3 separate regions of the Mus musculus genome follow, and all the other regions are linked to region 1. The links are chromatin contacts, called in public HiChIP or PLAC-seq maps. All regions are on one chromosome and are shown on one strand. Each heading gives the region's core, a stretch centred on a gene start, on an enhancer-like site or on the middle of the called end of the contact. The rest is flanking DNA. Distances are from core to core; before and after follow the strand shown.

Region 1 (3,230 bases), core at 244-2,743:
TGGTAGGCATTATTGAACCCTCTACGACTTACGTGTCATAGATACACGTTTGTTTCTTTCTAAAACTGTAGTGACCATGTTAACGCCACACAGGATAGCCCACAAACCTAAAGAGAAGCTGCAAAATGCCATGAAAACTTTAATAGCCTCCCTAATACTCTAAAACAACCTCAAAATTCACAACTGTGGTATAGCTAAGAGTCATAAAATAAACACCAGCTTAAAATTTTAGTAAATAAAAAGTGTAAACGTTTTCTTAACCATTATTTGAAGTATTAAAATTAACGGTTTCTGAGAGGCCCTGGATCCTCCAAATGGTTAAGTTTTAGTAACTTTACGAAATAATGGTGTATTGTGATGCTCTACACCTGATACCTAAAAGCTGCTTTCAGCTGGTAAACTGAAAAACGTGTGGGCGGATGGCCTACGAAACCAACATTTTCAAGGCAGGTTCTTTCTCCCGCTCTCTGCTGCTTTTTAAGTGTTTAAAGCCATCGCGGAGAAACCCATTTGGGGGTCTCTTAAAAATTTTATAGCTTAAAAAAAAATTTAAAGGCCAGGGACTAAACTTAACTACAACTAGTCTTTATTAACGCGGTTTTCAAGGAGGGTTAGAATGCGTCACAATCCACAGGTTAAATGATCAACTAGTATTCTTGAAGTTCGGTATCAAAGTCCTAGAGAGAATAAGCCGTCATGACCAGGAGTTCTAGGAAAGTGCAATAAAACAGTGAGCTACGAAATTAAGTTACTGGAAGTTGTCGCTCGGCTGGGAGCGCCCCGTGTGGGCATCGGGTCACCGCGTACCTGCGTGCAGGCCAGTCCAAGGGCGCTCCGCAAGCCGCCGGGGTCCGGGCAAAGCGCCCCGAGCTGCAGCGACGAGCCCGCGGGGACCACCCGGGGTCCGCAGGCCCCCGTCCCGTCGCGGCTCGAAATGCGACCCCACCCACAGCTACGCCCCTTCCCGCTCCTTGACCCCGCTCCTAGACCCCGCTCCCACCGCGGCGCGCAGCCCGACAGGCCTCCCCCACCTTGCACTCGTTGCTCTTCTCTTCGGCGCAGAAGTTGACCGGCGCCAGGCCGGGCAGGTAGAAGGCGCTTCCCGGGCGCGGGCCTGGGACCGTCCCTAGCAGGAGCAGCGACAGCAGCAGCAACCTGGAGCCTTGCGCTGGCGGCGACGCTGGCGGCCTGGAGCTCATGCCGGCGGCTGTGAGAGGCGAGCGGCCGAGCCGAGGGGGACGGCGAGGAAGGAGGGGTCCGGGGCGCTCGGAGATCACCTCAAGGCCCGAGCGCAGAGAAGGCCGGCCCGCAACGGCTAGTTCCGGTTACGCTAGGAGACACCGCGGGCCCCGCGACAGAAACCGAAGCGGGCCTCCACGGAGCATGCGCGGGGCCGCACGCACATGCTCAGTGCCGGCGCCGCAAGCGCAGCGGGCTCTTTCCGGGCGGGGCGGCCAAGAGATCCGCGTTCCGGGATCTGGGTGACTTCCGCCTGCGCGCTTCCGGCACCCACAGTCGGGTTCCAGGTTCCACCGTGGCGCTCCAGAGCGCCGCGCTTCTCGGGCGCACCTCTTCTCTGCCCTCTGTCACCTCATACCCGTCAGTCCGCTCAGGACTGATGAACCAAGTACTTTCTGATGGAGACCGAGTTGGTCGATGAGGCAGAGCTCAGGGGTTACCTAGTTGGGGCCAGGGTAAGGGAACAAATGGAAAGAGCGGTTCGTAAATCTTTAAACAGCTCTTAGAGGTTATTTGCAAGAATAATTCCTAAGCATCGGAAATGCTGGGACATTCTTGTGTGGGAGAAGTGTGCACACAACAAACATATCTTTCAGAAAGTCGAAATGAGATAGATGAGAGAGGGTAGTAAATATAAAGTAGCAATGGCAGGTTGCAATGAAGATACCGGGGCTTAGTTAAGCAAAGCAGTCGTGTTAAGGAAGACTATTACGGCATTATTACTCTTCGACAAGGTGCATAGCTTTTCCCATTGATAATGGGAAATGGTTATGTCTCTGTGTTAGTGCGCAAGCATTATGCTCAAGGAGGAGAAAAGTTTAGCATAAAAAGCCCATGGAGTTTTAGACTTCAACCGAATTCTTCCCCAAGTGCATCATCTTAGAATATAAAACACAGTCCTGGATGACTGTAACCCCCAAATTCAAGAAAAGGCAAATTCAGAAAATAGGTAAATTCAAAAAAGTTTGTAGTCTCATGCTATTAAATTTTTTCTGTGTGCTCATATATTGCTCCCTTCCCCAAAGTTTACAACTAACCAGATTTTCAATGGCTCTAGCACCTACAGAAAGAACTACTGACATACCTAAAAAGAGCTTTAACATCAAAGGTAATTTGTACTGGCTGAGCGTCCTGGCTTTGGAACATTGTGATCTAGCGATGTGCCTCTGGGCATGGGTTCATCACTGGAGAAATGAAAGTTAGAAGAGAAGACAAGGGTGCTCACCCTCTCAAAGAGTGGTAAAGATTAAGTTAAAAAATACTATATCACAAAAAAATAGGTGATATAGTAGTTGTCCCAGGCGGTCCTGACCACTTTTATAACAAAAGGAGGCGTGTCCATCAGCGCACACCATCTCAAATACATGCACATACTGAACTTTGGGCTAAGTCAAGACAACGCCCTTTGTCGAAAAAGGAAGCAGCTGTCTCCAAATATAAAGAGGTAGGATTAACACCCCCCACACACCTTACCTATTTTTCTGATAATACCAAACTAGACCTTCACTGCCGTAGCTCCCGCTCCAACCTTGCCATTACTACTTTTTTCTACCTGTGACAATCTCACTGTCCATAGCTGGCATGCTGCTCGCTGTGCCACTGAGTTCTTTTGGTGGTCTCTAGGCTCCTACCTACCACGCTAGGCCACTCTGTAGGTCTCCCCAGCTTCTACTTGTGCTAAGAGGGATAATGTAGAATGTAGGTGTCCCCCATTTCCACCGCTGCTCCTCGGTGTCTACCAATTTCGGAAACGATCGTGTTTATTGTTCACTGTCTCACTTCCCAGGGCTGCAGGGGCCTGGTCTCTGCATCTTCCAACTCTACAGCAGGGCCTGGAGAGACGAAGGCGAAGCAAACTAGAAGTGCTCGCTCGGCCCTGGTCGCCGGAGGACACAGGTTCTAGACCTGAATTTAGGGTCGCAGACTTGCGGTGCTAACGCCTGAGGGTTCCCAGGGTTTCCCGCTCGCTTTCACAGACCACCACAAGCTTA
Region 2 (3,230 bases), core at 422-2,921, 1.5 Mb before region 1:
AGCTCCTAAACAGGAATCAGATTTGTCAGTAGAGATATGACAATTACTGACAGAGCAGGTTCTGAAGTGCCTGTCTGATGTAGAGTATTGCTGAGATAGTGAAAAACCACTACTGAAAAAATGCTGTTCAATTTTTTATCAAAATCTTGGTGTTACCATGTTTCATGATCATGTTTTTCTAGAATTCTAATTTATAATTATAACCCCAAGAGTGATATACCATTATGTATTTTAACACTAGCAATAAAGTACTATTTAGGTTTTTTGTTTTAAAAGGAAGTAGCAACAGAGATGATGAAATGAACCAGTAATAAAACTTAAAATAAATTAGTTGTGGATTTACCAGTTGTACTGGCTGGTTTTGTGTGTCAACTTGACAAATGCTAGAGTTATCACAGAGGAAGGAGCTTCAGTTGGGGAAGTGCCTCCATGAGATCCAGCTGTGGGGTATTTTCCCAATTAGTGATCAAGGAGGAAAGGCACCTTGTGGGTGGGACCATCTCTGGACTGGTAGTTTTGGTTCTATAAGAGAGCAGGCTGAGCAAGCCAGGCGAAGCAAGCCAGTAAAGAACATCTCTCCATGGCCTCTGCATCAGCTCCTGCTTCCTGACTTGCTTAAGTTCTAGTCCTACTTCCTTAGTGATGAACAGCAGTATGGAAGTGTAAACTGAATAAACCCTTTCCTCCTCAATTTGCTTCTTGGTCATGATGTTTGTGCAGGAATAGAAACCCTGACTAAGACACCAGTATTGAAATTATTTTTAATTTTATTATGAAAATGTTTAATCCTTTGTCTGAATTACAGCTTTTTATACAGTTGGTAATTCTGAAGTTTTTAGCAATTTGATGAAAAAACAATCTCACATTTCTATATATTGTGAAACACTGATTATTAACATGCCCCTTTAAGGAAACATCAACAAAAACCTACCAAACAACAAGAGAAACAAAAAAAAAAAAAAAAACAAACAAAAAAAAAAACTCCACAAAGAACCTAATAGGGTTGTAAAGATTAGTTTTTTTGTAAAGGGGGGAAATTAAATATATAAGGCTAGAAAATGCTTGTTTAAAATGTGTGTGTGTGTATGTGTGTGTGTGTGTGTGTGTGTGTGTGTGAAATTTTATGTTGGTTGCTAGAGAGACAACATTTTGTGACAGGCAGTTGTTTTTCACTTAAGTTTCCTTTTAGAGGAAGCTTCATCTGATCCTTTGTGCTTCAAAGACAACTGCAAAAGGCATACTTTTGTGTATATGTGATAGTGAAATCACAGGCTGGGAACTCCTGAATGATTGCTAAAGCTGACTGTAGGCAAATAAACCTTTAGGAATGAGAGTGCAGTGGACGGTGTCTCCTGGGCCTGAACAAGGTAGTTGAGATGCAAAATGTCCCTACACTTATTCTACTGGATTCCCTACAAGACCTCAGCTTCAGCCTACCCTGGTGCTGCAAATAGAGTATAGAGTTAACCATGTACGAACACCCTTTAGCCTCTATCTACATGGTGACATATTTAAAAGACTGAAACATTACTGATGTATTTATTACTTTGCAATTTCATACTTAGGAGCGCATAAAGTAGCACTACAGTAGCACACAGGCCTAGAGAAGCAGGAGCCCCTAGAACAGCCTGAGAAGACTGCCCAGCTGTTGCTGAGACTGGCTGCTGGAGGAGAGAGGGAAGCCACCTGCAAGTACGGACCCTGGCACTGGCCACCAGCTGCGGCGGCGCTGCCTTGAGCATCCTCCGTAGCTCGCGCAGCAAAGCCAACAGCAAAAGGCAAGCGAATAAACGCAAGGCCAGGACTCCTGCAGCTCTCTCCGTGCCCCTCGCTCGTGCGGCAGATGCTAGTGCAGAACCAGCACGGAGCTGACTGAGCCGCCATAGGTGAGGGGCCGCGTCCCCACCCGCTCAGGCCGGCGCGCCCCGCACGGATCCCGCTTGCCGCCGCCGCCGCTGCAGCCTCAGCACCATGACTACTCCGCGCGCTGCGGTTACAGGTTGGTTATGGCCGCTGGCCCTGGAGGCTGCGGCAAGGCGGGCACAGCGTCTTACACCGGAGGCCGGGAGGCGTCCTGCTATCCCTTCGCTGGGGCCTGGCCTGGGCAGGGTTCTGGGAATCCAGGAGGCGGCAGACAGCTCAGTCTGGGCGCGCAGGGAAGGGACTCTGGGAGCCACTGTGCGCCACTGTGCGCCCTCTGGCCCCCCGTGCAAGTTGCTCCCAAGTGGGCCTTGGGAAGCCTTGGGCCGCTGGATGGGGCCTGCCCAGCCTTGGCATCCAGCAGGTGCTGGAGGTGGGGGAAGCAGGTGGCTGGGGGTGGGGCTGACATGCATCCAGACCCTCACTATGCTGGCCCTGATTGCTAAAGGCCTTAATTGCCTCTGGCCTTCACCTGGGTCAACCCAATACTGGGAGGAGGGTTTGGGGAGTACCTCTGCTCCATCAGCTTTTGGGAAGGCCTTCTGGGCCTTGCCCAATCCCATAATCCTGCGGACTGCTGTTTGCTAATTTGCTCTCATTTTATTAATTGTTCTGTTTGAGCAGCTGTCATTAGAGTGACCCTTATCAGCAAGCAAAGTTTGGACTTGCCAAAGCAACTGCATTTTGTCTTTGAACCTTTAAGAGCCCAGTTTGGAAGGCCTGGCTAGAGTCTGGAAATGGGTCCAGAACTGTGACCTAGGGGTTAGTTATTTCTCTGACTTTAATGTTTCTTTAGACAACATAATGTCCCCGAACCTGGACACTATGTCCTTTACTAGAAAAAAAAAATCAGCTTTGGGCCCAAATTTCCAAGGACTGTATTGTGAAGGATGTGTGAACACACACACACACACACACACACACACACACACATGACCTTTGGAAGATTTCCTCAATTTCCCTGTGGGAAATGGGAAGTGAGGCCCCTTGTGGCTTTTTTTCCTGTAATCTCTCATGTGGGATCAAAAATTAACAGGTAGCTGTTTTTGCTTTTGTTTTTAAATTTTTGATTCCTTGTTCCATAGCTTCTGCTGTGTCTTTGTTACCTGGGAGAGGAGCAGGGACTGTGGCAGTTTCTTAACAGCAGGAGTCTTTTTATATCCAGATTGTCCAACAATCCAAATAAGAGCCATGCCTTCTCAAATCTCCACAACCTCAGAAATTGATTTCTGAATTGATTGGTTCCGTTCTGTTCTATGTGGGTGTTACAATCTCCTCTGATATAATTTTGTGCCATCTATTTGATAAAT
Region 3 (3,230 bases), core at 206-2,705, 1.1 Mb before region 1:
TATTTATTAGCCAGCCTGCAACTACACTGAGTATTTGAAACCCAAGCAAGCCTTTCTCACAATGGGCTTTTGGGCAAAAAAAAAAAAAAAAAAAAAAACCACATCCAAGGTTGACGCACCTCAATTAGCAAGAACAATTATCCAGAATCAGAACTATAGAAGCTAAAAAGCAAGGATAGTACCTCTAGAGATTTTCCCAGGATGATGGACTTTGATGGATTAGATCTTTGTTTATGTTTTGGCAGGTGTTGCTGTCCATATGCTGGTCTCTAAGGCCTAAGTAGTACTTCCATCATGGCAGCAGTTGTGCTAGGGTAGGAGGCCTAGTAAGATGTGGGGGGGCTGTTACTGCTGCATCCAAATCAGTGTGCTGACTCTGCTGCATTCCAGAAGGAAATGTTGGTGAGAAATAGGGGCCTAGTAATAAACCACATTACATTGTGAAAACTTTCTGAATTCTCTTTGTACCCTGAAGCACAAAAATGGATGGCAGTCTACCCTAGAGGTTGGATGACCACTTTCAAAACTTCATGGTGCCCTTGGCTAATGGAAGTAGGGTGACAGCTCATGCTAATTTTAGGTACCAATAAGTTGCTTTGATTTCTTTTAATATCGGATAACTATTTAAACAAAGAAGCTTTAATTTGAAAAACAAAACATACTTATGTAAGGTTAATTTATTTGTATTTATACAAAAACAGTAGTTAAATAAACTTTTCATATTTTCATGTAAGAATTGGGTTGTGAAACCCAAATTTTCTATAGCCTACAAAAATCGCAATGTAGCCCTAGTGACAAATCCATGGGTAAACAAACCTACAAGGGCCCCACCCTTAGAAATTTGCCATATTCAGTTTAGCTCTGACCACAGGAAATAGCAGGGTCATGATTGTGTGCCTACAGATAAGGAAGAACAAATCTCAGAACCTGTGAAATTACTCTCAGGATAAATGAGGAGTCTGCATGACTACAGAAGGCATGCCCTTTTCATAGGAAGACAGCTTTTGCTATGAACCAACACATCACTGGTGTGCCTGGAGAATAAATGAGCCTTGCCTTATTTGTATCTCTGCTAGTTTGTGCTCATTGTTTCCACATACCAAGGTTCCATGCCTGTAGTCATAAGGTTTTTTCCAACCTACTTTAGTAAGCATTCAACCTCTCCTCTAGCTCACCACACACCAGAGGTAGTAGAAAAGTTACTAGGACACAGGTGAAGTAGGCCTGTTTAGAAATAGTTCTTTCTTTCACCTCTGTTTGCTTCAGCAAAATTTTCTTTCACTTGTCTGCTTTAGCAAAACATTCCTTCACCTGTGTTCCTCGGCAAAACATCATTTGACAAAACTGACTTTCCAAAAAAAAAAAAAGAAAAACAGAAATTTCCACTTTACATGCCCACAGGAATGCGCGGAGCATTGTTAAAATGCCTGTGATGTTTAGTGACAGGAGCCACAGCAGGTACTTGCCCTGTACTTGAGATTACCAATCAGTTAATGGTCACAATAGGCATGAGATAGCTGCTCAAGCCTTGTCTTTTTTTTTTAATTAGGTATTTTCCTCGTTTACATTTCCAATGCTATCCCAAAAGTCCCCCATACCCACCCCCACAATCCCCTACCCACCCACTCCCCCTTTTTGGCCCTGGCGTTCCCCTGTCTTATCTTATGAGGGAAATGTTTCAGTGATGGTAGATAAGGCTATACACATAGTAGTGGACAGAGTTCTGATCAGACACCTAATTGTAAGACAACAGCATTCATCATTGTCATGTCTTTCCCTTCAAATAAAAGAAATAAAAGGAACTTACAATGGGCAGAAACCACTCCACCTACACCATTGTGCTTCTGCTGACCCTCACAGATTGGAGCAGTAATCCAGTTAAAGCTGGACATTCATTACTTCCTGACTGACCATCTCCCAGTAGCTTCCAGTTTCCTGCATAATAAAACTGTGTCCAGCATGACCATAACCTGCAGGGCCCTGTACACATGGCCACTACCACAGCTCAGCTGCCCATCTTCTAATGTTCAGCTCATACATTCTGTTCATGTCATTCTGGTCTCCTTGCTCTTCATGAAAGGAATGAGAATAGACATTTCTGTTCCCACAATTTACTTTCTTTTGGAGCATACAGCCATACTCTGATGGGTGGCTCACTGAGATTAAGTTTGTCTTCTGATGCCATAAATCTCAGAAAGACTTCACAGATACCTTCCTTAGGCCAGTGTCAGCTCTGGCATTCTGTGACACCTTACTCTGCTAGCCTCTGCCCCAGCTTGTCACATCTAATAACAATCTACAGATCTCTCTCTTCTCACCCTAAAGCAGAAGCCCAGTGAAGGCAGGATGTTACTGCTCCCTGGAACAGCCATTACTGAAACTAGAATATGACAGAGTGATGCACTGCTACATGAGGCTTTACATGAGTGCATGGTGCATAGTGCACAGCTATGGGAACAGGGAGAACCACAGATACATAAGGGGGTCAAATAGCTTGGAAGTCCTTCTACAAATAATAGAGCTCTTCTTCTAGTTCCTGTAACTTCCCAGAACTTAAAGGATTTATTGGAATGGGCTATAGCTACAAGAATAGGAAGAGAGAAAATTGGAGAACTTCCAAGACTCATCCCTGATGGAATCAGAGCCAGGTGAGTGTGTGGGACAAAGCAGAAGGTGCCTTTCTATAATAACAGCCCTGTGTATCAGCTATCTATTGCAGCAGTACAAATCTCTCATCTCACATCTGTCAATCAAAAGCAGAGCCTTGTTTCTCTGAGTCCTCTGCTATAGTTCTTGCATAAGGTAAGAATGAGCTGTAGCACTTCTTAGGACTCAGCAGGAAGCAGAGTTGCTTCAAACTCACTACAAGGATAGACTTAAGGCACTTTATTTAGCAGGCTATGGTTGATGGAAAGTCTGGTCTTCCCTAACTATTTTCTGGTTGTTGCTGTTAATCATTGACAGGATGGCCTCTCTGTAGAGCAGCCAATCTTCTGAGAGTAAGCTATTGTGGGAGGACTCGAACTAGTCAGAAGGCCCAGTCCTAAATTGTCCCCTAGAAGTGGCATCTACTGGATTCTGTTCATAAGCAATTCCCTAGGTCCAGCCCACACTGAAGGGAAGAAAATTAGCCAAGACATTGATACCAGGAGGTGGAGCCATTGGCAGCCTGTCACAGCTACCTACCACACTCAACAAAGTTAGTACTGAAGACATCCAAAGATTATGTT

What was found. HiChIP or PLAC-seq counts read pairs in DNA pulled down with a chosen protein or histone mark.
Region 2: a contact with region 1 is called in an H3K27ac HiChIP or PLAC-seq map of epiblast stem cells, with 6 times the contacts expected there. The contact joins the promoter of Nalcn here to the promoter of A330035P11Rik in region 1. A contact is called at or near these places in 1 of 39 promoter capture datasets (stem cell-derived epiblast-like cells) and 1 of 115 datasets of contacts at active chromatin or transcription factors (epiblast stem cells).
Region 3: a contact with region 1 is called in an H3K27ac HiChIP or PLAC-seq map of extraembryonic endoderm stem cells, with 5 times the contacts expected there. The contact joins the enhancer-like site here to the promoter of A330035P11Rik in region 1. A contact is called at or near these places in 5 of 39 promoter capture datasets (the 3T3-L1 cell line, cranial neural crest, frontonasal cranial neural crest and 1 more) and 3 of 115 datasets of contacts at active chromatin or transcription factors (embryonic forebrain, extraembryonic endoderm stem cells and pancreatic cancer cells).

The regions. Positions count from the first base shown.
Region 1 is chr14:122,105,237-122,108,466 of GRCm38.p6, reverse strand. It overlaps A330035P11Rik (RIKEN cDNA A330035P11 gene), which reads left to right and starts at 1,493. Exons shown (of 4, transcript NR_015586.3): 1 at 1,493-2,683; 2 at 3,026-3,230. Tm9sf2 (transmembrane 9 superfamily member 2) reads right to left here and starts at 1,385. Exons shown (of 17, transcript NM_080556.3): 1 at 1,032-1,385. The coding sequence starts at 1,199.
Region 2 is chr14:123,625,585-123,628,814 of GRCm38.p6, reverse strand. Nalcn (sodium leak channel, non-selective) reads left to right here and starts at 1,671. Exons shown (of 44, transcript NM_177393.4): 1 at 1,671-1,999. Gm46490 (a long non-coding RNA gene) reads left to right here. Exons shown (of 3, transcript XR_001781479.2): 3 at 1-202.
Region 3 is chr14:123,240,681-123,243,910 of GRCm38.p6, reverse strand. All of the region lies in intron 1 of Gm33906 (a long non-coding RNA gene), which reads right to left. Among named protein-coding and RNA genes, the nearest start is that of AA536875, 74 kb to the right of the region's middle. Within about 2 kb of position 1,455, at least 15 of the 459 cell types and tissues checked have an H3K27ac peak or open chromatin away from gene starts, as enhancers often do. A contact at or near this core is called in extraembryonic endoderm stem cells and pancreatic cancer cells, where this site is marked.